Regions from separate parts of the Mus musculus genome. Here regions 1 and 2 are each linked to region 3. The links are chromatin contacts, called in public Hi-C and promoter capture Hi-C maps. All regions are on one chromosome and are shown on one strand. Each heading gives the region's core, a stretch centred on a gene start, on an enhancer-like site or on the middle of the called end of the contact. The rest is flanking DNA. Distances are from core to core; before and after follow the strand shown. Region 1 holds the start of Tatdn1 (TatD DNase domain containing 1). Region 2 has its middle 30 kb from the start of Gm41329. Region 3 holds the start of Tmem65 (transmembrane protein 65).

What was found. Hi-C and Micro-C count contacts between places; a contact is called where the count stands out from the background. Capture Hi-C pulls out chosen DNA fragments and counts their contacts.
Region 1: a promoter capture Hi-C map of adipose tissue shows a contact between it and region 3. The contact joins the promoter of Tatdn1 here to the promoter of Tmem65 in region 3. A contact is called at or near these places in 4 of 39 promoter capture datasets (the C10 cell line, HPC-7-derived erythroid cells, liver and 1 more), 24 of 484 Hi-C or Micro-C datasets (CD4 T cells, CD8 T cells, the G1E-ER4 cell line and 17 more), 4 of 115 datasets of contacts at active chromatin or transcription factors (the SCID.adh cell line, effector CD8 T cells, embryonic stem cells and 1 more) and 3 of 9 other capture datasets (adipose tissue, liver and pancreatic islet).
Region 2: a contact with region 3 is called in a Hi-C map of uterus, with 1.9 times the contacts expected there. The contact joins the enhancer-like site here to the promoter of Tmem65 in region 3. A contact is called at or near these places in 2 of 39 promoter capture datasets (cranial neural crest and hematopoietic stem and progenitor cells), 2 of 15 datasets of contacts at CTCF or cohesin (CD8 T cells and embryonic stem cells), 9 of 484 Hi-C or Micro-C datasets (the HL-1 cell line, the N1E-115 cell line, bone marrow-derived macrophages and 3 more), 11 of 115 datasets of contacts at active chromatin or transcription factors (the SCID.adh cell line, bone marrow-derived macrophages, embryonic stem cells and 5 more) and 1 of 9 other capture datasets (pancreatic islet).

The regions. Positions count from the first base shown.
Region 1 is chr15:58,932,390-58,935,794 of GRCm38.p6, forward strand. It overlaps Tatdn1 (TatD DNase domain containing 1), which reads right to left and starts at 1,349. Exons shown (of 12, transcript NM_001368428.1): 1 at 1,290-1,349. The coding sequence starts at 1,311. Ndufb9 (NADH:ubiquinone oxidoreductase subunit B9) reads left to right here and starts at 1,412. Exons shown (of 4, transcript NM_023172.4): 1 at 1,412-1,549. The coding sequence starts at 1,449. Gm36559 (a long non-coding RNA gene) reads right to left here and starts at 887. Exons shown (of 2, transcript XR_875364.2): 1 at 1-887.
Region 2 is chr15:58,727,692-58,731,424 of GRCm38.p6, forward strand. No RefSeq gene overlaps it. Among named protein-coding and RNA genes, the nearest start is that of Gm41329, 30 kb to the right of the region's middle. Within about 2 kb of position 2,135, at least 2 of the 459 cell types and tissues checked have an H3K27ac peak or open chromatin away from gene starts, as enhancers often do. A contact at or near this core is called in uterus, where this site is marked.
Region 3 is chr15:58,821,336-58,824,810 of GRCm38.p6, forward strand. Tmem65 (transmembrane protein 65) reads right to left here and starts at 2,092. Exons shown (of 7, transcript NM_175212.4): 1 at 1,508-2,092. The coding sequence starts at 1,793.

The sequences.
Region 1 (3,405 bases), core at 99-2,598, 110 kb after region 3:
AAACCTGCTAACATTCTCCCCACGTTTGCTTTGACTGGCCATAGGCCTCACGTCTCTGGTGTGGAAACTAACTCACGACTAGATTTCTCACAACTCCATATTTAAATACAGTGTCTTGGGAAAATATATTGCTTAAGGTGTCTCTCAGATTTTACTGTATAACCTTAACCACTCTCCTGATTCCACTTTTGAGTGCTCGGAGGATGTCTCTATTTGGATGTCCTTTAACTCACGAATGGACCTAATCTATTAGATCCAGATGGCCTAGGTATTTCTTAACCTGCCATCTTTGGGTCTTCACTTCCCACAACAGGCATGAACAGTCAGTGCTAAATGCTATGCACAACCATCCCATTTCTCTTTTTCTATTCTTTTCCCTGTTTGCAAAACCTGAAATACTTACATTCGTCCCCTTATCTGCCACAAAATCTACAAAACGACTATCAGGGTAACCTCCTCCCTGTCACTTCCCACCCTTAAATAGCAGGGAAAGTCCACAACGACGAGGTTCATACTGAGACTACCCACATCGGTATCCCAGAAGGCAAGACTCTTTCCGTACAACTGGCACTCAAAGATTTGCTGAAAAGCCTTCATTGGAACGCCACTCCCAATAGAAGTGAAATTTAAGTAATCGAGACTTTAGGGTTCCAAGTTATCCTTCCAACCCTGACTCTTACAATGTCCCCCATTTTGAATCCTTGCCGCACTCTCCAGCTGTCGGATGGATCGTGGAACTTGCGAGGCGACACAATTTGCCACCCCCTCCCGTCTGAGGACTCCCGTTTATGTCTAGATGGCCTGTGAGCAGGACTTGGCCACATTCCCGGGACTCAATGTCAAGCCTCCCAGAGTTGTCTGTGGTATGAAGGGATGACTGAGTGAACCGGTACCTTGGAGGGACTGTCAGGCCGGCCATGTAGAAGAGTTCACGAAAGACAGAAGAAAAGTGATTGGCTTGGGGGGCGGTGCTTTTTGAGAGATGGGAGGACTCGGGGACTAGCCCATGCTAGGCGATCAGTCTACGGCTGAAGCACACCCCACACCTATTCCTCTCTTTCCAGTTGAATTAAACACACACAAAAAAAGCACAAGTCACAATGATTCATTGCCCGGGAATGCTCATAAATGAACATGCACTAGGGAAACCATCCTCCAGCAAGAACCAGATCAGTCATTGCCAGCACGCGAGGCCTCCGGGCATCTTCCGTGCCCTGGAAAGGCCATGCCGCGAAAAGGGGACCCGGGACTGTCAGCGAGGCTCACGACCAAGACAAACCTGCCCTTACCCACGAACTTGAAGAGACTCATGACGGCGCGGCAGGCTCCTCCCAGGGAAAAGCGGAAGTGGCTCAGAGCACGCTCGTCCTTCCGGTTCCGCCTCACAACCGCCCGCTTCCGGGTTCCCGGCAGCCCCCGCGGCGGCCGCTGAAGGTGAGCCGGACGCTATGGCGTTCTGCGCTCCCCCGGCCTACCTGACCCACCAGCAGAAGGTGCTGCGGCTGTATAAGCGCGCGCTGCGCCACCTCGAGTCATGGTGTATCCACAGGTGGGGAGAGGGGACCCGGGGCTCGGGGACGGAAGCCGAGGGGCCCCGTGGGCCAGGCTGATCAAGGACTTGGGGGACACAGTGAAGGGAGCCCGCCCTTGAACCCGGGTCCCGATGCAGTCCTCTCTGCTTGATCTGGCGGAGATGATTGTGTGGGGCGCAACCAGGACCCAGCGTAGAAAGTTGCATGAAGAAATAAAAAGTACCTAGGACTGTCATTGTCATGGATCTAAAGCTAACGTTTTTATGACTCTGTCGTCCCTAACCTTAACAGTAATTTGTCCATTATCTTTAGTTTGCAGAGTAACTCAGATATTAGTGATTATTTTAGCCTGATTTTACAGATAAGCAGGCTCATTCTATTCCACCTCCTACGTCATTTTATTTCTTTAACCATTGTTACTAGTCTTCTCGTTAAGTCTCATACGGTGGCATATGTTGGGGGAGACAGATATTCTCCATTACATTATGAGTTTGAGGCTAGGCCAAAAAAAAAAAAATACCCTTCTTACAAACAAACAAACAACAATATAGTGTTAAAACGTGTAGACTTTCATGACCTAAAAGAAATGCAAGGGGCAGTGACAACCGAAGATGTGTAAGTCCCATACCGCTACACTCTTACCCTAAAACCTAATCCCACAAGGAGGACTTCCAAGAAAAAGATGGAAAATCAAGTAACCCTGTAAGACCTGCAGAGGGTAACCCTGGAATCCTAGGATACAAGTTTGTGGTTACATCTCTTTGTTATGCAGGCTGGTGCAGTGTACAATGCTGAACAGTTGCTAGCTTCTTTCCTAAGTTTTTCTTATTTATTTAACAGAATTTGCAATTCAGCGTCCATTCTGGATGGCAAATAAATGACAGTTAACCCTTGATTTTGAGCTGCAATCCCATGGATTAACGGGGAACGTGACGGGGAAACTCAGAAGGAACAGTGTTACTGAAGAAGTTAAGACTTCAAGAATCCAGACAGTGTTATAGTACAGTTGGAGATATTAGGGCTCATATTCATGGAGGGAATAATCAAACTAGCTACTATGACAGCACTAACAGATTTGAAAGCTGACATCTTTTCTTAGTCCTTGTCCGCATCAGTTCCCTTAAAACAAAACAAACAAAAAAACCCGTGTTGATATCACCTGTGTGACAACCTTGCCTTCCTCCTTGTTGGGACAGCACTGCTGGCATGCTAGGCCAGCTGGCCTGTAAACTTGTGGGCATCTGTCACATCCTGTCGTCCTGAGGAGGGGTGCTGGGACCACTGATGTGTGCTCCCATGTCTAGCTTTACGTGGGTTTTAGGACTCCAAACTCGGTCCTAATGCTTGCATGGTACTTTACCTACTGAGCCACATCCCCCTAGCCCTCATTTGTCTTCTAGGACATTCACTGGTTCCGCCTAAGGCTCTGTCTTAGGCACTGTGTCTCCTTAGGATGTCCTCAGTGTTGGTGCTTGAATTAGCTGTATTTCTAGTTGTCTATGAGGTCATCTGCTATCTACTAAACTGAGTTTATCCAAATTCTTTAAAACCAAGCTTTTTTTTTTTTTAATTCCTCATGCTGATTATATTCTCAAATTTCCAGCTAATGACATTACTAGCAATTCAGCTGTCTAGGTGACCTCAAGGGTTCCCTAGTTCCCCTTCTGCCTCTAACACACATCCTCATACATTGGACCTTATTGGACACTGCTTTTTGTAAATTTTTTTTTTTTTTTTTTGGTGTAATGACTGTTGTATCACTGAGAACTTGAAACCTGCCAACCACTTTGTGAAGTGTACTTTTGTATATATGCTCTTGAAATGTGTATGTCAGCCTTTCCATTAAGTAACTCTCCCAGACTATACAGCTCGT
Region 2 (3,733 bases), core at 885-3,384, 94 kb before region 3:
TGGTGGAAGCACCAGGCTTAGCTGTTCTCCTGGAGTCCACCAGGAAGCAGCAAGTGAGGAACATAGCCAGGAGGAGGAGCACAACCCACTCCTCCCTGCTCTGGGCCTCCACCTCCATGGTCTGGTTTTGCTGCCAGCTGCCTGCTGCCAGGATCACGGTGTTTGATGATGATGATGATGATGCCGATGATGATGCTGATGCTGATGATGCCGATGACTAGACTCTTCAGAGCCTGACCTGGTTGGAGTAAGAAGGCAACCTGAGAAGGAAGGCCAGGGATCTGGAGGACAGATGATGTCATCAGCATGCCCCACAGTCAAGATCTGGAACACTTTCTGGCCTCATGCTTTTCATTTTGGGTTCCTCCTTTGAGATTCAAAGAAATTAACACACACACACACACACACACACACACACACACACACAATGAATTAAGGTAATAAATTTCTAAGTAGCAAAGACATCCCTCCAATGATGTAAAGACTTCCCACTAAGCCCTACCTTCAGTATTGCTGAGTCCCGGGACAAGCACATGCACAGCCCTATAGCAAAAGCTTTATATCGAGGTCGCTCACATCATTGAAGGTGAGGGTAATGAGAGAGAGATGAAAGCTCCAACTCCCCCACATGGTTCTAATCCATCCTTGCAGGCTCCAAATCATCCTTGCTCTCTATGCACAGCCATCCTTTCCTCTTAGCGTCTAGCCATGCTTCCCTAGGGCAGCTTCAGGCCCAGCACCAGCACAGGAACAAGCTTGTATAGACTCCACCCCAAGCCATTGCACAAGGCTCAGGCTCCATGCTACCTCCCTTAGCCACAACACTCAGTACATAGAGCCAGTGGAGAACGGGTCACCCAGTGAAGAACAGAGCAGCAGAAGTTCTGGGCTCTTCTAAAAGATTGGATTGTTACACAGTCAATAAGTTAGCAGCTTCTAACACTACTTTCCAAAACCCACTTATCCATTGCTGTGGGGTGCATTTTTATTTCAGGCCAGTATTTTCATCTTAGTTCAAATCAACTCCCTAGGCATCGTCCTCAACTAACCTCAAGCTCCATTTGACAACCGTCCTAATGCCATAGCTTCCTTATTATTATAGGCACAGCACTTGGTAGAGAAAAGGTAAACGTTTGAAGTGGTAACATCTGTGTGGGTGAATACAATTGTAGAATGAAATTTGGGCCTTGGAGTCCTAACTGGGCATTGGTCTTGGGCCCCTGCTTGCTTCTCGATCACTTGGCTTTAGTCACATTATTAACTCTCCCAAGCCTCTTTTGTCCTCTATAAAGTGGGAGGATAATCCCCATATTCCCTTGTTTGTGTAAAAGTTAAATAATAAAATGTATATAAAATGTATATAAAGAATTTTCTCTAGGAGTTTTAAGCACTTAATAATATATCAAATATGTGTGTGTGTGTGTGTGTGTGTGTGTGTGTGCCAGTGTGTGTGTGTGTGTGTGTATGTGTGTGTGTATGTGTTTCTCATTAGGAACCATTATTTGGGGGGGGGATATTATATCTTAGACCCCAGAAACTAGGATAATATACGTGTTTGACACACAATGGAAAACTAGATCAGCGGATGGATGAATTGATGGATGGATGGATGGATGGATGGATGGATGGGTGCATGGGCAGATGGCCTCCAGATTAGAAGAGCTAGTGAAGGGAAAATGGACCTGACTTTGAAGCAGAAGGTGTGTCAAGGACACCCCTGCAGAGAAATCACTCCAAACTTCTGCAGTATTAGGTTCTGCCAGATTTTTGTCCTTGGTTCCCCGGGGTTTGATCTTCAGCCTCCATGCTCAAACAGATTTCTTTCACCGAATTGTATTCTTCAAACCCTACCCATGAAGATAGTACCAGGTGTTTACAGTAGCTTCACAAGGCTAAAATCATGATCTGTGTCCTCGCTTTACAGACAGGGAGGTTGAGAGTCGGGGAGGCGCAGCTGCCTGTTCATCCCGTGGCCTAATGCAACGGAAGAACTCACAGGCCATGGGGGAAGCTGCTTTTCTAATTCTACAAAGCTACTGAGACCGAAATGTAGTCTTTCAGACATCCTTTACTGCCTCTCCAAGGGAGACTTAGAGTCTAATTCTTGGGTGTTTTTTATCAGCCATCTTTTGGTACAGAGGAGGGAACATATATCAACTTTATAACCAGACATCTGAGCTAACTCCTGCCTCTGCCCCTGACTATCTAAGCCTGCAGTCAAGACACTTTATCTCTGATTTGTAGGCTTGCAATAATTAGAAAACTGAGACAAATCTCTCTGAGTCATAGTTTCACAATAATTATAAAACTAGGCGAATGTCCCGATTTCATCCTTAATTGTGACGATCCAGCAGTGTTTGCATGCCAGTCAAGACTCAATCATTAATAACCCTCACTGCCCATCTCCACTCAGAACAGTGAGAAATAATAAGCCAAGAATTAAGAGCACAGACTTCGGGACCAGACAGCCTGGGTTTAAACTCCAGCTTCGCCAGTTGTTGCTTAGCTTCTCCACACGTCAGCTTGCTCTCCTGTAAAAATCTTGCTGATAATGAACAGAGGTATCTTCCTCACAGTGCTATTTTATGACCAAAGAGTTAACAAATGTCACACACTTAGGATGCCTGCCTATGTACTGGGGTTACTAGTTTGATAAACTTTCATTTAGGAAGCAATGGCAGAAATACTGCAGGAAGACAGGCGGCGATGGCCTCATCCAGGTGGGAAGCAAACGTGACTTTAACTTTCATCCCCCTCCCTACTTGTTTAAGACTGTCCCAGCACTTGGTCACTCTTGAATGGAGACAAATCAACTAGATAGAAAAATAAAACATCTAAAGAGCCCTTTGGGTCTGGGCTGTGGCCAGGCACGAAGTCCCAAAGCACACAGAGGACAGACATAGTAGGTAAGGCTACTTAACCTGCTCTATTCGTACAGGGATGGGTGACACTACCTGAGCTGAGCCCTGATGGAAAGATGAGCAGGCAGACCTGAGGATGCCCACAGATGGAAGGCAGAAGGGCTCTTAGGTGCTGGCCACGCTGAGAACTTTAGATGGATGCACGTACCTACACAGGAAAGCACTGAGCTGTAGGTCTGTGCTCCCATCTCAGAGGGTTTGGTTGTTTTTATTGGATTTATTGCTTTGTTTTGTCTCTGGTACTGGGAGGTGCTTACATATGCCAATCGAGTGGTCTGCCTCTGAGTTACAGTCCCTGTGTCTCAAGGTTTCCTTTGTTGTGAAGAGACACCATGAGCAAGGCAAGTCTTATAAAGGAGACAATTAACTGCGGCTGGCTTACAATTGCAAAGTTTCAGCCCATTAGCATCATAGCAGGAAGCATGGAAGCTTGCAGGCAAAAACATGGTGCTGGAGCACCATGCATGGAGCCAAGAGTTCTACATCTTGGTCTGAAGGCAGCCAGGAAGAGACTCTCTTCTGCAAACAGCCAGGAGGAGGATCTCTTCCGCACTGAACGGAGCTTGAGCATCAACCTCAAAGCCAACCCCCAAAGTAATGCATTTCCTTCAACAAGGCCACACCTACTCCAACAAAGCCACACCTCCTAATAGCGCCCCTTCCCATGGTCCAGAAATATTCAAACCATCACACCCTCCCACACCTCATTACAAATATCTGACATGCCTACTATCTTCAAAATGAAGGAGGATCTCTGAAGTCTCCCGGCTTGCCCTTCTGTCTATCATACTCAGGGACAGCCTGGAATTGGA
Region 3 (3,475 bases), core at 842-3,341:
ATAAAATTTAGCAAGTCAGGTATTGATATTGTAAAACGTGCATTTCAATAACTGCTATAAAATTATATTCAAAGGATCCTCCAATCTTATACCATGTTGACAATGTAGAATTTCCAAGACCTCGCTTTAGAAAAGGGAAAATGACGTTTACAGCCTCACCTGAGCGACACAAACTGACTTTCTAAGATACGCCTGTCTATATTGTTTTCAAAGAGAACTTTTTCAGAATTTGAGTCTTTTTAAGCCACACATAGACTAAAGGTATGCTAGTTTTCGGTTATGATTTTCTGTAATGTTGTGATTTACTAACTGAATTGATTGGAATACTGCATTTTCCTGAAAAAGTGTTGTGGGTAAGCAATGCCTGAAATTATCCATTACTTTATAGTGGCTCACAATCCCCTAAACTGGGGAGAAAAAAAAAATCAGAGTAGTAAAGGATACAACCAATAAAAAGTCTCTTAAGTTGTAAAGGTAATCTAATATCAGGCAAGAGCTTGCTTTCCTCCCGTGCACAGGCCAAATGCAACCTTTCAAGATGCCTGAAAGCCACGTTCCGAATCAGTGCTGAAGTGTTCTATACTTCAGAACTTACAGAATGTTTACATAATACTTTATATTACCAACTTCAACTATTTAAAAACTTCCTAACACATCCAAATGTCACATAAAGAGTAGCTGTGTTTTTGTGTATACAACAGAATTTACATAGCAAGAAAAAAAAAACTTTAAAGACTGAATCCATTGTAGTCTTTGCATCTTTTCAATGCCTTTTCACATACACTCAAATTCTGACCTACCACATTCCGCACTTGTTTTAAAAATATCCTATCTTAACGTGTCTGTTTAAAAATAGCTTTCCTTTCATCCTTTCCCAATTATTTTTAAGTAGAAGTGTGCTTTTCATTTTCAAGTCACAGATTTCTTAGCCCCAACCACCCAAAAACTCACTTCATTCTTTCAAACTCCAAGGAAACAAACTCTGGAGTTCAATTTGAATCTCCAGACTTCCAGTACACACTCAGTTGCTGGCTCGATACAATCTTTCCTTGGGCCATTTCACAACCAAATGTGAGAAGCAATATAACAAACCAAGAGCATCTTGGGAGGGGACATCCACACACCTTCAAGAAAGTTTCCGGCTGCCTGCCCAGTTCCTGGCACTTTCTTAGACCAGGCAGGGCATGCCACCTGCATGGGTACACGGTCTCAGGAAGACACCAAAGGCTTAGGGAATGGAGGGCTGGAGAGAGGAGGCACAGGACAAACCAAAACACAACCCTGAGAGGCAGCTGACATTTCAGGATGAAGCTCCGAAATTCCACGGCCAGGGAGGCACCAGCCAAGCTCGGCCCTAACTACCTGGCACGATCCGCTCGTGTCCTGTCTTGGGGACACTCGGAAGGTGGAAAGTTTCCCCTTTCGGCCGTGCCAGGAGCGGGGCAGAGTGTGGGGAGGCGACAGGGGTCTGAGAAGTAGGTCTTCCCAGGCGGCCCCACCCGCTTACCTTGTGCGATGGCAATGGACTCGAAGCGGTGCAGCTCTTTGAGCAAGCAGCTCCTCTCCGTGGAGTGCAGGCTGTAGATGAAGTCGCGCGCGCCCTGCGCCGTGTTCAGCGCCTCCATGGGCTCCTTCTTGGGGTGTGTGCCCAGAAGCCGGGGACCGCCGGGAACCCCGAGCGCCAGCAGTCCCCGGCCGCAGCAGCACCAGGACGGCAGGCGGGGCGCGGCGGCAGGGCCGGGCCTCAGGCTGCGCGCCGTCCGGCTCCCCAGCAGCGGCAGCAGCCGGGACATGGCGCTGGAGCGCGACCCCCGCAGCGGTCCCAAGGGAAGACGGCTTCGGGGCGCAGCTGGACAGAGGCTCAGGAGCTGGGCTCAGCCCGGCCCCGCCCCGGGTCCTCCTGACGCGCGGCCCGGGCGCCCGACACCATGCACTCGGCGGGCCCGCGCGGCGACCGCCTCCCAGCCGTGCCCGCTCCGCTTCCCGCAGGCCGTGAGCCCGGGAAAACTTTCTGCGCCGCGGCCGGGCCGGGAGCTCGGAGCGGGCGGGCGGTGCGGGCGGGCGGGCGCCTCCCGGATGAGGAGCGGCGGCGCGGGCGAGCTCGGCGAGCGTGTCTGATCTTCCAGAGGGATGAGTCACCGCGCGCCGCCCTCCTCCGGCGCCGCCCTCCGCCGCCGACCGCTTTCCCACCCTCTGGCCTCACGCCGGCCTCACTCGGTAGGGCTGCTGCGCCCTCAAAGCAACCGCGCCGTGACAATCAGGCCCGAGCCGCAGCCGCCACCCCTAGCGGCGGAGCCCGGGATAGGAGGGCGGGGCGGCAGGGACTGGGCGGGGACTGGGCGGGGCCACGCAGGCGCATAGCCGCTTGGGAGGGAGCTCATCCTGGAGTCTCCACCCACTCCTTTGCGTGGCAAGGAAAGGAAGGGGTGCTTACCCCGTCAGACGGCATCCGCCTGTGTTAAATGCACGGCAGAGAGCAGCAAAATAGAGTTCAGGGCTGGATGCCCGGCGGGGTGGTGCAGCTCCCGCACTGCTCTCCGAAGCACCGTCCTAAATCTGGAGTTCGGACGGCCCTGGAGGAGCAGCCGGATGGATAAGAGCCTCGTGGGGTCACCGCACCCAGCCCAGGCCTGCGGGACATGAAGCACAAAGAGCCGCACCCTTCGCCAAGCCAGAGAGTGCCCACCGAGGCCAGACAGTGCGGCGCTGAAACGCCCTCTCTGGCAGCACCCTGGGGAAGGCGGCAGGGCCGGCTCAACCCGTCCCAAAAAGAGGAGGGTGTGAGGCTGAGACTTAAGATTTGGGGAGGAGAATACTCTTCCCTGACCCGACAGCTGTTTACTTGGAGATTGTCAACTCTGGAGCCAGGGCGAGAATGTCATAAACCTTTATCGAATGGTCTCTGGGGATTTATGTCCCTCTTTTGGTGCCACGCGGAGGAGAGACTCATCCCTCTTGCCCAGATCCTAGATATTTGCAAGGCCAGGGTCAAATGTCACCTCCTTCATGAAACGTTCCCTTCTTTGTAAGGAAGATCACTGCTTTATCTGAACCTATCTGAGGACACTTAGGCACCCTATCTTAGAAAAATAAATCTGCTTAGACGATAAATCTACTCAAGTGTAATCAAGATCCAAATCCCCTCCTTATCGTAACCACTGCTGCAGCTCAGAACCTTGCATGAAGTGAATGTGCTATAAGCACGTAAGACAGCACAGCCAGTCCCACAGCTGTGGTTTTGAACTTGCAAATGCAATGAACCTCAGACCAAAAGTACTTGGAAAAAAAAGATGTATCTGCAGACTTTCTCATTATTCCGTTAATGGAACAGTGTAACAACTATTTCCGTGCACCTACACTGTATTGGTTATTATAAGTAATCCAGAGATGATTTAAAGTATGTCGGAGAGTCCAATCAGCTGTACTTTTATAAACCCTTCAGTTAAAATTAATGTCCTCAAGAGTGAACGGGAGG